Regions from separate parts of the Mus musculus genome. Here all the other regions are linked to region 1. Evidence: chromatin contacts called from public ChIA-PET and HiChIP or PLAC-seq data. All regions are on one chromosome and are shown on one strand. The core of a region is the stretch at or near the end of the contact, and the rest is flanking DNA. Distances in the headings are between cores, read along the strand shown.

Region 1 (3,279 bases), core at 384-2,883:
GACATACGGCAGAGAGAGCAAACTGAAAGTAGACTGAGGCGAGGAACTCTAATCTTGTCTCCAGCGATGTACTTCCTCTTTCTGCAAGGCTGCACAACCTCCCCAAATAAGGAGCCTAAGGGAGCCGTCTCGGACTCATTTTAATACTCTCCTTCCTGTCCTGAACCATATTAGTATTCTTTCAGGAACAAACATACAGACAAGTAGGCTGTGGTGAGAAAAATCTTTTTTGTTTTGTTTTTGTTTTTTGAGACAGGGTTTCTCTGTGTAGCCCTGTGGAACTCACTTTGTAGAACAGGCTGGCCTTGAACTCAGAAATCCGCCTGCCTCTGCCTCCTGAGTGCTGGGATTAAAGGCGTGCGCCACCACGCCCAGCATGAAAAAATCTTATTTTTATAAAAGAGGATTCACAAGACAATTCTGGGTGATCTTTTAGTGATGTTTATCATTACTCTGGAACTCCAGGAAGTATTTAGCTTCTACAATTACCACAAATGCAGCAAATGCTCCTTTGAATCTGTTATAGAAATGATAAGCCTTCCCAGTGAGAAAGCATCCTGCACATTTGGAGGATAATAAAGGAAAAAGGTCTGGCACAGCTGGCTCTGGCTAATGCTCGGTAGGGCCAGCCTTGAATACATTTTGATAACTTAGAGACACCTTAGGCTTATTTTCTCCAAATATGAGGTTATCCTCAAATTTGTAATTTAGGTCCCAACCCTGGGTTACATTTAGTACAACTTAAACAGAGACAGAAGGCTGAAAATCTGGTCAATAGGTCACTCCTATTTGCCTGGTCATTTAGGCATCAGTTATTGCCAGAATTATTTTAAGTGCACCAGTGTTGTACTTTTTCAAATAGTTGTTACCTGGGGTCATCTTACCCATTTGGCAGAATTATGTTTCTCTCAAGAAAAGAACTGGGCTTTATTGTAGATCAGGACTTAACATTGCTTGTGACCCTATACTATTCCCTTGAGCTGCCTGTTAAGAGAAGTATTCTACCGTATCTAATGGCTGGTCAATACTGGTGAACCAACATTAACATCTTAGGCATCATAAACTTTATTTCTAACAGGCCTGGCTAGCATACTGTTTATTTTTTGGGTGTCTTGGAGGCAGTGTTCCTTTGGCTAAATTCTATTTTGTGTAATTTAATCTCTCTCTCTCTCTACTTTTTATTTTTGTTTTTTTCGAGACAGGGTTTCTCTGTGTAGCCTTGGCTGTTCTGGAACTCACTCTGTAGACCAGGCTGGCCTCGAACTCAGAATCTGCCTGCCGCTGCCTCCCAAGTGCTGGGATTAAAGGGGTGCGCCACCACTGCCAGGCTCCTTTGGTTTTATTAAAGACAGGCTTTGTCTGTACAGCCCTGGCTTCGGGAACTCTCTTTGTAGACCAGGCTGGCCTCGAACTGCCTCTTCTCTTCCGAGTGCTTGAATTAACGGCACGTTACCCACCACTGGCCGGACAGGCTACAGCCCTCTTGGGAAGTAGCCATCCTCTTCCGCGTTTAGTCTTCCCCGCGGTTTCGCTGGCTTTTTAAGGAAGCCGCCGGGAGCCCGCCCTGGCCCCGCCCACTCCCATAATGCCCCTCGCAGTCTCATATAGGTGGCAGTTGAAGTACGTGCTACAGTGCGGCGCGCGCTCCCGGGTGCGCACGCTCAGAGAGCGGCCTCTGTTTCTGGCGGCGGCGAGCGGAAGTCCTTGGGAGCGCCAGTTCCGTCTGTGTGTTCGAGTGGACAAAATGGCGAAGATCGCCAAGACTCACGAAGGTAAGCGGCCTTTCCCTTCCCACGCGCGACCTCGGCAGCCAGCCAGCCGCGGCCCTCTCTCCTGGCTTTCTGCGTCTTCGCGTGGCATCTCTGGTCTCGACCGAGGCCGCGCGGCGAGGCCTGCTCGGCTCGTCGGCGCAGGCCGCTGCCCGCGTAATGGCGTCCTCTCGCACTCCGGGACCGGCGCTTTGTTCCGCGCTGGCTGTTGGTGCTTCCGAGTTCTCTTGTTCTGACCGGAGAGCCTCGCTCGAGCGGCTTGCCCCGGGGGACTCCCGGGGAGGGAGCGGGGAGGCGGACGTGGGAGGCCGACTTTCTCGCCCCCCGGGCGCTATCGTCGGCAGTTCGTACCTGGAAAGCCCTGAATGACGGCAGCCGCTTTCGGGCCGCTCCTAACGGAGGCCGCTTCAGCGCAGGCCTGCCAATCCCAGCCTTCGCGATACAGGCATCTCCAAGGCGGCTGGATCGTGTTGTGGTGCTTGCACTAAATGATTCCGGCAGAAAATCTGGTAGTTTACTCCTTTAATCACTTGTGTCCTGGTGTTCTATCTTTTTCCCTTTGAGAGCTAGGTGTTGGAGAATCAGGAGGAAGAGAGAAGGAAAGGCAGATTTGACCAGTTGCCAAAGTTTTCTGGGTAGTCGCTTATTTTATGCTGCACAAGAGTAAACAGAGCTAGAAACATGTTGAGAAGCAACCAGATTCCATAAGGAAAGTAACCAGAGAAGACGGGAAGGAATTTGAGTCTGAGAGACAGAATCCCTGTTTCTTGGCTCCCGGTTAAGAAGCCAAAATTTACGCTGACACTAAGTCACTAAACCCGTCCTTTCTAAGTGTGTGTCTCGGTGTTAGAGAGAGGTAACAAGCTAAGGATGTCAGAAATTTGACAGTTTGATGTGGAAGCAGATGTGTGAATATTCTCTTAGAAAATCAAAGGAATGTGTACAGAGAAGTAAAGCCAGTACTTTCTGAGAAGCTGGGTAACGGAGCCATTAATTTATGCTTAGTTATTTTTGGGAGGTGGTGACGCGGCGCTGATAAAAAAGGATCAATCAGTTTTAAATTAGGGGAGGATGTCTGAGCCGGAGGGAACATCTTGTACCATGCAGTGAGTGTCGCTGTGGTAGGATAGAGGAGGGTGTAAGGAGGGAATTCCGATGCGAATCTAAAGAGATGGTTTAGGACCAATAGCTGGGACATTTGAGGAACTGAAAATACTAACACTTTTGAAAGCCAGAAATGTCCCTGCATTAACTAGTCTTTTGTCTTTAAACATGAAAGTACAACACATGTTTTTGTTTTCTTTTTTGAGATAGTCTTACTATGTAATTCCGGTTGCCCTGAAACTTCCTGAATAGAGGAGACTGGGTCCCACTTCAAAGAAACTCATCCTCCTGCCTCTGCTTCCCAAGTGCTGGGTAAAAGGCCTGTGCCTGGTTAGCCCAACACTTTTTTTAAAAAAAAAGATTTATGTGAATACACTCTGTCACTGTCTTCAGACACACCAGAAGA
Region 2 (3,311 bases), core at 744-3,243, 130 kb before region 1:
GATGCTTTGAGCTTAGAGGGCCTGAAGATAGGCTCTCCTGACACCTGATGTCACAGGCTGTGGCCTCTCCAAAGGTCTCAGAAAGTGACAAAAGTCTCATCCCACTTAGGGCCATCCTGCTGTGCTCCAGACTGCTAGCCAGCTCCTTGCCTCAGTGTTTCTCCATATCTGACAACTGGTGTTTAGTTAAAATAATAAGGACTTAGTCTCTATCTGCCCTAAAAGTTGACATTTTATTCAGAAACAGTAAACCCTGTAAATTCTATGAAAAATCCCAGACCAGTAACAACTGCATTCCCCATACCCCAAAGCAATGCTTGAAAAACCTCTTCACTCTGGTGGTGAGGCAGGAAGCTCTCTGACATTCAAAGCTAGCCTCGACTACATGCCAAAAACGCTGCCTCAGAAAAAAGAAGGAAAAAAAGGGGGGGGGGAGAAAGAGAAGAAACAAAGGAAAAAAAAATCCCTCCTCCTGATTCCTCCAATCCTGCCCACTGCTTGGAATCATATTATACTAATATACTTAACTATGTTCAGTTATGCAAAATAGCCACACATAAATACAATGTTAAGCCAAGTGTGGTAGTGCTAGCCTCTAATCCCAGTATTTAAGAGGTCAAGCGAGATTGTCTCAAATTCAAGGCTAGCCTGGGCTGCACTGGGAGACTGTCTTAAACAAACACACACACACACACACACACACACACACACACACACACACACACACACCCAAGTCAGGCATGGCTGGCACACACTTTTTATCCCAACACTCAGAGGGAGAAGCAAGCGGATCTTTGAGTTTAAGGCCAGCCTGCTCTGCACATTGAGTTCCAGGACAGCCAGGGTTACCTAGTAACCTTGCCAAAAACCAAACAACAACAAAAAAACTATTTAAAAGAAAGTCCTCATTGACTTCTCAATAGCCAGGTTGTAAATGCATCCATGGAAAACCTTACGTTTGAGTCTGTCTCACTGTGTGGCTGGCTTAACTAATCCCCTCCATGGCTCAGCCTCCTGAGGAGCAAGAGCTACAGACAGCACAGGCAGAAGCAGCGCCATGCTTGAAACCCGTTGTTTTCCTTATAAGGACAGGGTCTCACTATTTAGCCCAGGCTGGGTTCAGACACAATCCTCTTGCTAGGATTCCAACAAGGGCTTTTTGTGGAGCAAAGGGTCACACCCAGGGTGTTGTCTGTGCCAGGTAAACACGGCTTTGAGATAGCCCCAGCCCTGAAAAGGCTTTAATATAGATTATTGCCAAGGGTTACAGCCTTTTTATCTCGTAGCATAAGAGAGCAACATAAGCTATAATGCATGGTACTGTAAAACACAATTTACAAAAGCCGGGCGTGGTGGCGCACGCCTTTAATCCCAGCACTTGGGAGGCAGAGGCAGGCGGATTTCTGAGTTCAAGACCAGCCTGGTCTACAAAGTGAATTCCAGGACAGCCAGGGCTACACAGAGAAACCCTGCCTCGAAACTGCCCCCCCCCCAAAAAAAAAGAAAAAAAAAACCCCACAACTTACATGCTATTCAATGAAACTTCCTAACTTTTGAGACAAAAATGACTGATGTGATAGATCAAAACTTTCAATCAGCGAGAGTTTCAAAAAAGAAAGGAGGGAGAGAAGGAAGGAAAGGAGAGAGGGAGAGGGAGAGGAAGAGAGGGAGGGGAGGAGGGAGGGAAGGAGGGAGGGTGAAAGTAGTAAGTCGGAGCCAGTGATAAGGTAGGTAAGGCACGAGGCCCCTTGGCCTGGGTTCACTTCCCAGGACCCACATGGTGGAAGGAGAGAATCAACTCTGCATGTTAGCCTCTGACCTTCACGCGTGCCCACAGCATGTGTATGCCCTTTCTCCACATACAATAAACAAATCCATATTCTTCTTGGAGTTTTTATGATTTATTTTTTAATTATGTGCACATGGTGGGTGAGTGGCATATGTGTACAGGCCCCCAAAGAGTCCAGAAGAGGGCGCCAGAGCCCTGAAGCTGGGGTTGTGGGAAGCCGTGAGCCACATAACGTGGTTCTGGGAATCTTCCTCTGGAAGACAGCAAGTATTCTCAACATCCCTGACCCACTTCTCTAGCCCCTTCCTTCTTGGTTTTTAATAACTCAATGCCAGGCATGGCGGTGCACATCTTTAATCCCAGCACTCGGGAGGCCATGAACTTGAACACCTGCCTTTGTTCTCAAACACTGGGATAACGGGCGCTCACTGTTATACCTGACCCCTACGTTACCCTTTTGAAGCCACAAATGTCATATTCTGTTTCTCCCCCATAAGTCAATGCTGTAGTCTCAAGACTGCTACCATTGGCATAGCTGTTACCTGAAACTTATTTTCAGATTTGCTTCTGAAATCATAAATCGTTTTTAAGATGCCTGCTTGGCTCACTCACCTATCCTGGTGGATGTTCCCGATCAGGGGAAAGCTCCTGTCCTGGGAAATCACTCACAGGACACAGTGCTCCCACACTGAATCTACAATGGCGTTATTCACTTACTCACTCATTGGATCTGGATTATGACAGATGATTTCTTCTGGGCAGTGAGCTAAGGTTTCATCTTCATATTAAATCACTCAAGGCATAAACAGGCCAAGGCCAAGCGATGAGCGGCATCCATGCCAACTGTGACTCACGGAGGCTCATTTGGGTTCAACTTATGGAATCACCAAATTAGTGCTTGCCTGTGTAGGAGGTTCTGAGAAGAATGGCTACATTGTGAGGTTCCTGGCACACTTAGAAACTAGCCAGTGTGAGTTAAAGGCAGATGGGACTACAGCCAGGCCTATTTTTAATTTAGAATTGTAAGCAAAGAAAGGGGCTGTTTATGATCAGCCAAAATCACAGTCTGATTCAGATAGGGCCTGGAAGTCCTGGATACCCCAGCACAATTCACTCTGCCGGACAGACCACTGCCAAACTCTAACCTCCTCCTGACTCAGTGACTGAATGTTACAATTTGGCCTCAAGAAACATGTAGGATTCACATTCAGCCGGTGGTTCGGGGAGACGTACCTTCCACCTTAGACCATGGCCAAGCTCATCCGTAACTTCGCAGAGACGGCACCATCGATGGTGGCTGCTGCCGTGACTTACTCGAAGCCTCGATTGGCCACATTTTGGCACTACGCCAAGGTTGAGCTGGTTCCCTCAACCCCTGGTGAAATCCCTACAGCTATTCAGAGCGTGAAAAAAATCATTCAAAGTGCTAAAACTGGTAGCTTCAAACACCTTACAGTGAAGGAAGCTGTGCTGAATGGTTTGGTGGCCACTGAGGTGTGGATGTGGTTTTATATCGGAGAGA
Region 3 (3,440 bases), core at 535-3,034, 190 kb after region 1:
ACACCATTAAACATGTAGCTAAATGAATTTAGACATGTTCTAAACATAATTGTAGCATTGAGAGGAAGCTCAACACTGGGGTGACTGTCAACATCAACATTTTCAGAGTTTTTGCTAGAAAAGGATTTAGCTAGGTGTGCTGACACATGGTGTAATCCCAGCACTGGGGAGGTGGCTGCAGAAGGAGTAGGAGTTCAAGGCCAGCTTCAGCTACTTAAGTTTGAGGCCACCTGGGCTGCCTACATGGGACTATCTCAAAAGCAAGCAAGCAAGCAAGCAAGCAAGCAAGCAAGCAAGCAAGCAAGCAAGCAAGCAAGCAAGCAGACTTGATGATTTTGTTAAATCTTAACTGCTTAAGCTTCAGCGCTACTTTCTTTCTCCACGTTATTCATGCTGTTTTCCAGATGGAGGGGGACAGTGTGAATGATTGCTCACAGCCATATGTGTGAGTGAGCACATGTGTTTACATGCATGCTGCTCAGCAGTAAACACAGGAATGATGGGACAAAAGGACCCAGGGGACAGTCCCAAGCTTACGCTGCCTGAAATCCCACATTAAATCACTCTCAGGGTAATGCTGTGGGTGCCTAAGCCTGGATTCCTTTACATCTTTAAGGAGCTGTGTAGAGATGAGGGGCATGGGAGAGGAAAGTGCTCAGAAACCCAGGGACCCCTGGTCGTCACGCCACATGAACACATGTTGAACAGCAGCCTGGTGCTGTCGTTCATTTGTCAAACACCTTCCCCCTCTTTTGTGTGCCCTAGCCCCTATCTAGGTCTTGTTCAAGTGATGCCTCCTCCCTAGGCTGACTCCTGTGCTGTCCTGGTCAGTTAAACAAGACTTCTGGGATGGTTGAACAGAGGAGAGCCCTCTGAGCTCTCTGCAGTCTATCTTGGTGCAGAGGGAAACCTGGCAGCTCTTGCCTCGGGTCTGGGGAACTCTGGAGTACCATCTTGCACATTTGTGTTGTCTACATGGGGCATCCTTATTTGCCCAACTCTATTGGGCATTCTCCGAGGAATGGACTACAATATACATTTCTTTTGTGTATTTTATAAAAATAGCATACCATAGGCATTCATAAAATGCTTTCAGCTCTGTAGCTCTTCTTTGTGCAACACATGGCCAGGCTATGTTACAATATGTCTGTATTTCTAGAACACTATATCCCTGTAAAGAAATTAGGTAATCCTGTAGCTTAACTGGGAGATAACCACAGTATGTTGTTGTTCTTACAGGTTTTAAGAGAGGGATGTAGTAAGAGCCCACTTTAGTGATAACTCAATATCTTATGTATTGGTATTTTTGTGTTCAACAGCAGCATCCAGGAAATGTGTCAAAGAGTATATATTAGTCTATTATTATGGGTGATAGGAATGGTTATCAAGGTTTTCTTTACCTGACTTTGTATTGTTGTAGTAAAAAATTACTTAAGATATAACCTAGCAAACACAAGACAAAGAGACAATGCATAAGGGTTTGATGCCCCCTTGTCATTTTTTTCTGGTTTTGAAACTGCATGATTGAAAAAAAAAAGGTATCTTCTAAGTTTTGAGTTGGGAACTAAATATAGAGAAAGGTACTACACATTTGCTGCTGTTCTTCATTTAGCTCATAGCACAAGGAGATCCTCCTCTGTTAGTGAGACCTGGACTGAGCAAGCAGTACTCAAACCGGAAGCACCAGGCTGTGATCTTGTGGTCGTGCTGCGGATGAGTAACAGGTCCTGCAGATGTGGGATGTGCTACCTTCAGAGGCCCTGCAACTTCCGGTCTCTGTCAAGGGAGCATCGCACAGCTAGCAACTGGCTTTCCCCAGCAAAGAGGATCACAGCTCTACTACACTCCTCCAGCAACCTCCTGCTGGTGCCTGGGCTGGCTGCTGCAGAGAGCCCTGCACTCTGCCCAGTCAGTGAGAGTCTTTAGGCAGCTCCAATGGAGTGGGCTGCTCAGACCAATCTAAAGGTGTGGAGAGCACATGTACCCTTTAGATTGCAGACTGGTCACAGAGACCCTGTTTCCTTGCATAGTTGAGGAATACCCATCCCTGAGAGCTCTCTCCTAAACTGGTACTGTCATCTTCTCCCTTGTGTCACATTTCTCTTAGCTTTTACACAATCTACTACGAGGCTTATTATTTGGAAAAAAAAACAACTCTTTTTTTTAAATTAATAAGCATTCTATTAATTTTTATTAGGTATTTTCTTTATTTACATTTCAAATGTTATTCCCTTTCCTAGTTTCCCCTCTGAAAACTCCCTATCCCTTGCCCTCCTCCCCCTGCTCCCCAACACACCCACTCTTGCTTCCTGGCCCTGACAGTCTCCTATACTGGGGCATAGAACGTTCACAGGACCAAGGGCCCCTCCTCCCATTGATGACTGACTAGGCCATCCTCTGCTACATGTGTAGCTAGGGCCATGAGTCCCACCGTGTGTTTTCTTTGGTTGGTGCTCTGGGGGTACTGGTTAGTTCATATTGTTGTTCCTCCTAGGGGGCTGCAAACCCCTTCAGCTCCTTGGGTTCTTTCTCTAGCTCCTTCATTGGGGACCCTGTGCTCCATCCAATGGATGGCTGTGAGCATCCACTTCTGTATTTTTCAGGCACTGGCAGAGCCTCTCAGGAGACAGCTATATCTAAGACAGGGTCTCGTGTAGCTCAGGCTGGACTTTAACTTATCTATTAGCTGAGGATAACTTTGAACTCCCAATCCTTTGCCTTTACTTTCCAAGTGCTGAGATTATAGGTATGTGCTACACCATGCCTGGCTCTACAGTTCTTCTTTTTCTTTTTCTTTTTTTTCTTCTTTTCTTTTTCATGAAACACTTTGTTTTTATGTGCATGCACCTGCTTACATGTATGTGCACAATGTTCATACAGTGTCCATGGATGCCAGAGAAGGGTGTTGGTTCCCTTGGAGCTGGAGGTATAGACAACTGTGAACTGTGTGATGAAGGAGCTGAGAATCAAATGTGGGTCCTCTATAAGATCTGCAGTTCTCACTGAGGTGCCTCTCCAGCCCCCCAAACTCAACTCTCAAGTCACCCTCCCCCTGCAAAAACAGATTACAGCTTGCCAATTCTACAGAAGAGAGTCCAAATGTAATAGGCAGCTTTATCCTCAGCTTCTGTGATCTTACCCCACTGACTTCTTTCCCTCCATCCATTCACCCATGTTCACCATGGAGAAAACTGTTCCTTCTACTCACACCCTTCAAAGCGTGAAGGTGCTTGCTCTCTTTCCACTGACACCCCATCTTTTTAAACCCTCACCAACCTCCAGTCCTTAATTCAAAGGCTGCATCTTCCAGAGGGCCAGACACAGTTTCTCTCTCATTCATGTTACATATGCTGTGTGCTTCCTGTTACGTGTTAGAGCTCTCAAGGGAAGGATGGCAAGTTTCATATGCTTAGTAAATCACTGTGGACCAGGACTGAGTG

Evidence for each region. ChIA-PET counts read pairs in DNA pulled down with a chosen protein or histone mark. HiChIP or PLAC-seq counts read pairs in DNA pulled down with a chosen protein or histone mark.
Region 2: a contact with region 1 is called in an H3K4me3 HiChIP or PLAC-seq map of embryonic stem cells, with 18 read pairs. The contact joins the enhancer-like site here to the promoter of Sf3b1 in region 1. A contact is called at or near these places in 2 of 39 promoter capture datasets (both in embryonic stem cells), 10 of 484 Hi-C or Micro-C datasets (the C2C12 cell line, the NIH/3T3 cell line, cortical glia and 5 more), 14 of 115 datasets of contacts at active chromatin or transcription factors (the HPC-7 cell line, the SCID.adh cell line, embryonic stem cells and 4 more) and 2 of 9 other capture datasets (adipose tissue and pancreatic islet).
Region 3: an RNA polymerase II ChIA-PET map of effector CD8 T cells shows a contact between it and region 1, with 93 read pairs. The contact joins the enhancer-like site here to the promoter of Sf3b1 in region 1. A contact is called at or near these places in 1 of 39 promoter capture datasets (the C10 cell line), 3 of 484 Hi-C or Micro-C datasets (the G1E-ER4 cell line and embryonic stem cells), 5 of 115 datasets of contacts at active chromatin or transcription factors (the HPC-7 cell line, effector CD8 T cells, embryonic stem cells and 2 more) and 3 of 9 other capture datasets (adipose tissue, liver and pancreatic islet).

What each region holds. Positions count from the first base shown.
Region 1 is chr1:55,025,832-55,029,110 of GRCm38.p6, reverse strand. Sf3b1 (splicing factor 3b, subunit 1) reads left to right here and starts at 1,633. Exons shown (of 25, transcript NM_031179.2): 1 at 1,633-1,772. The coding sequence starts at 1,745.
Region 2 is chr1:55,160,778-55,164,088 of GRCm38.p6, reverse strand. It overlaps the pseudogene Gm6822. Among named protein-coding and RNA genes, the nearest start is that of Mob4, 31 kb to the right of the region's middle. Within about 2 kb of position 1,993, at least 88 of the 459 cell types and tissues checked have an H3K27ac peak or open chromatin away from gene starts, as enhancers often do. A contact at or near this core is called in the C2C12 cell line, cortical glia, embryonic stem cells and 2 more, where this site is marked.
Region 3 is chr1:54,840,290-54,843,729 of GRCm38.p6, reverse strand. All of the region lies in intron 1 of Ankrd44 (ankyrin repeat domain 44), which reads left to right. Among named protein-coding and RNA genes, the nearest start is that of Ankrd44, 84 kb to the left of the region's middle. Within about 2 kb of position 1,784, at least 94 of the 459 cell types and tissues checked have an H3K27ac peak or open chromatin away from gene starts, as enhancers often do. A contact at or near this core is called in the HPC-7 cell line, effector CD8 T cells, regulatory T cells and 1 more, where this site is marked.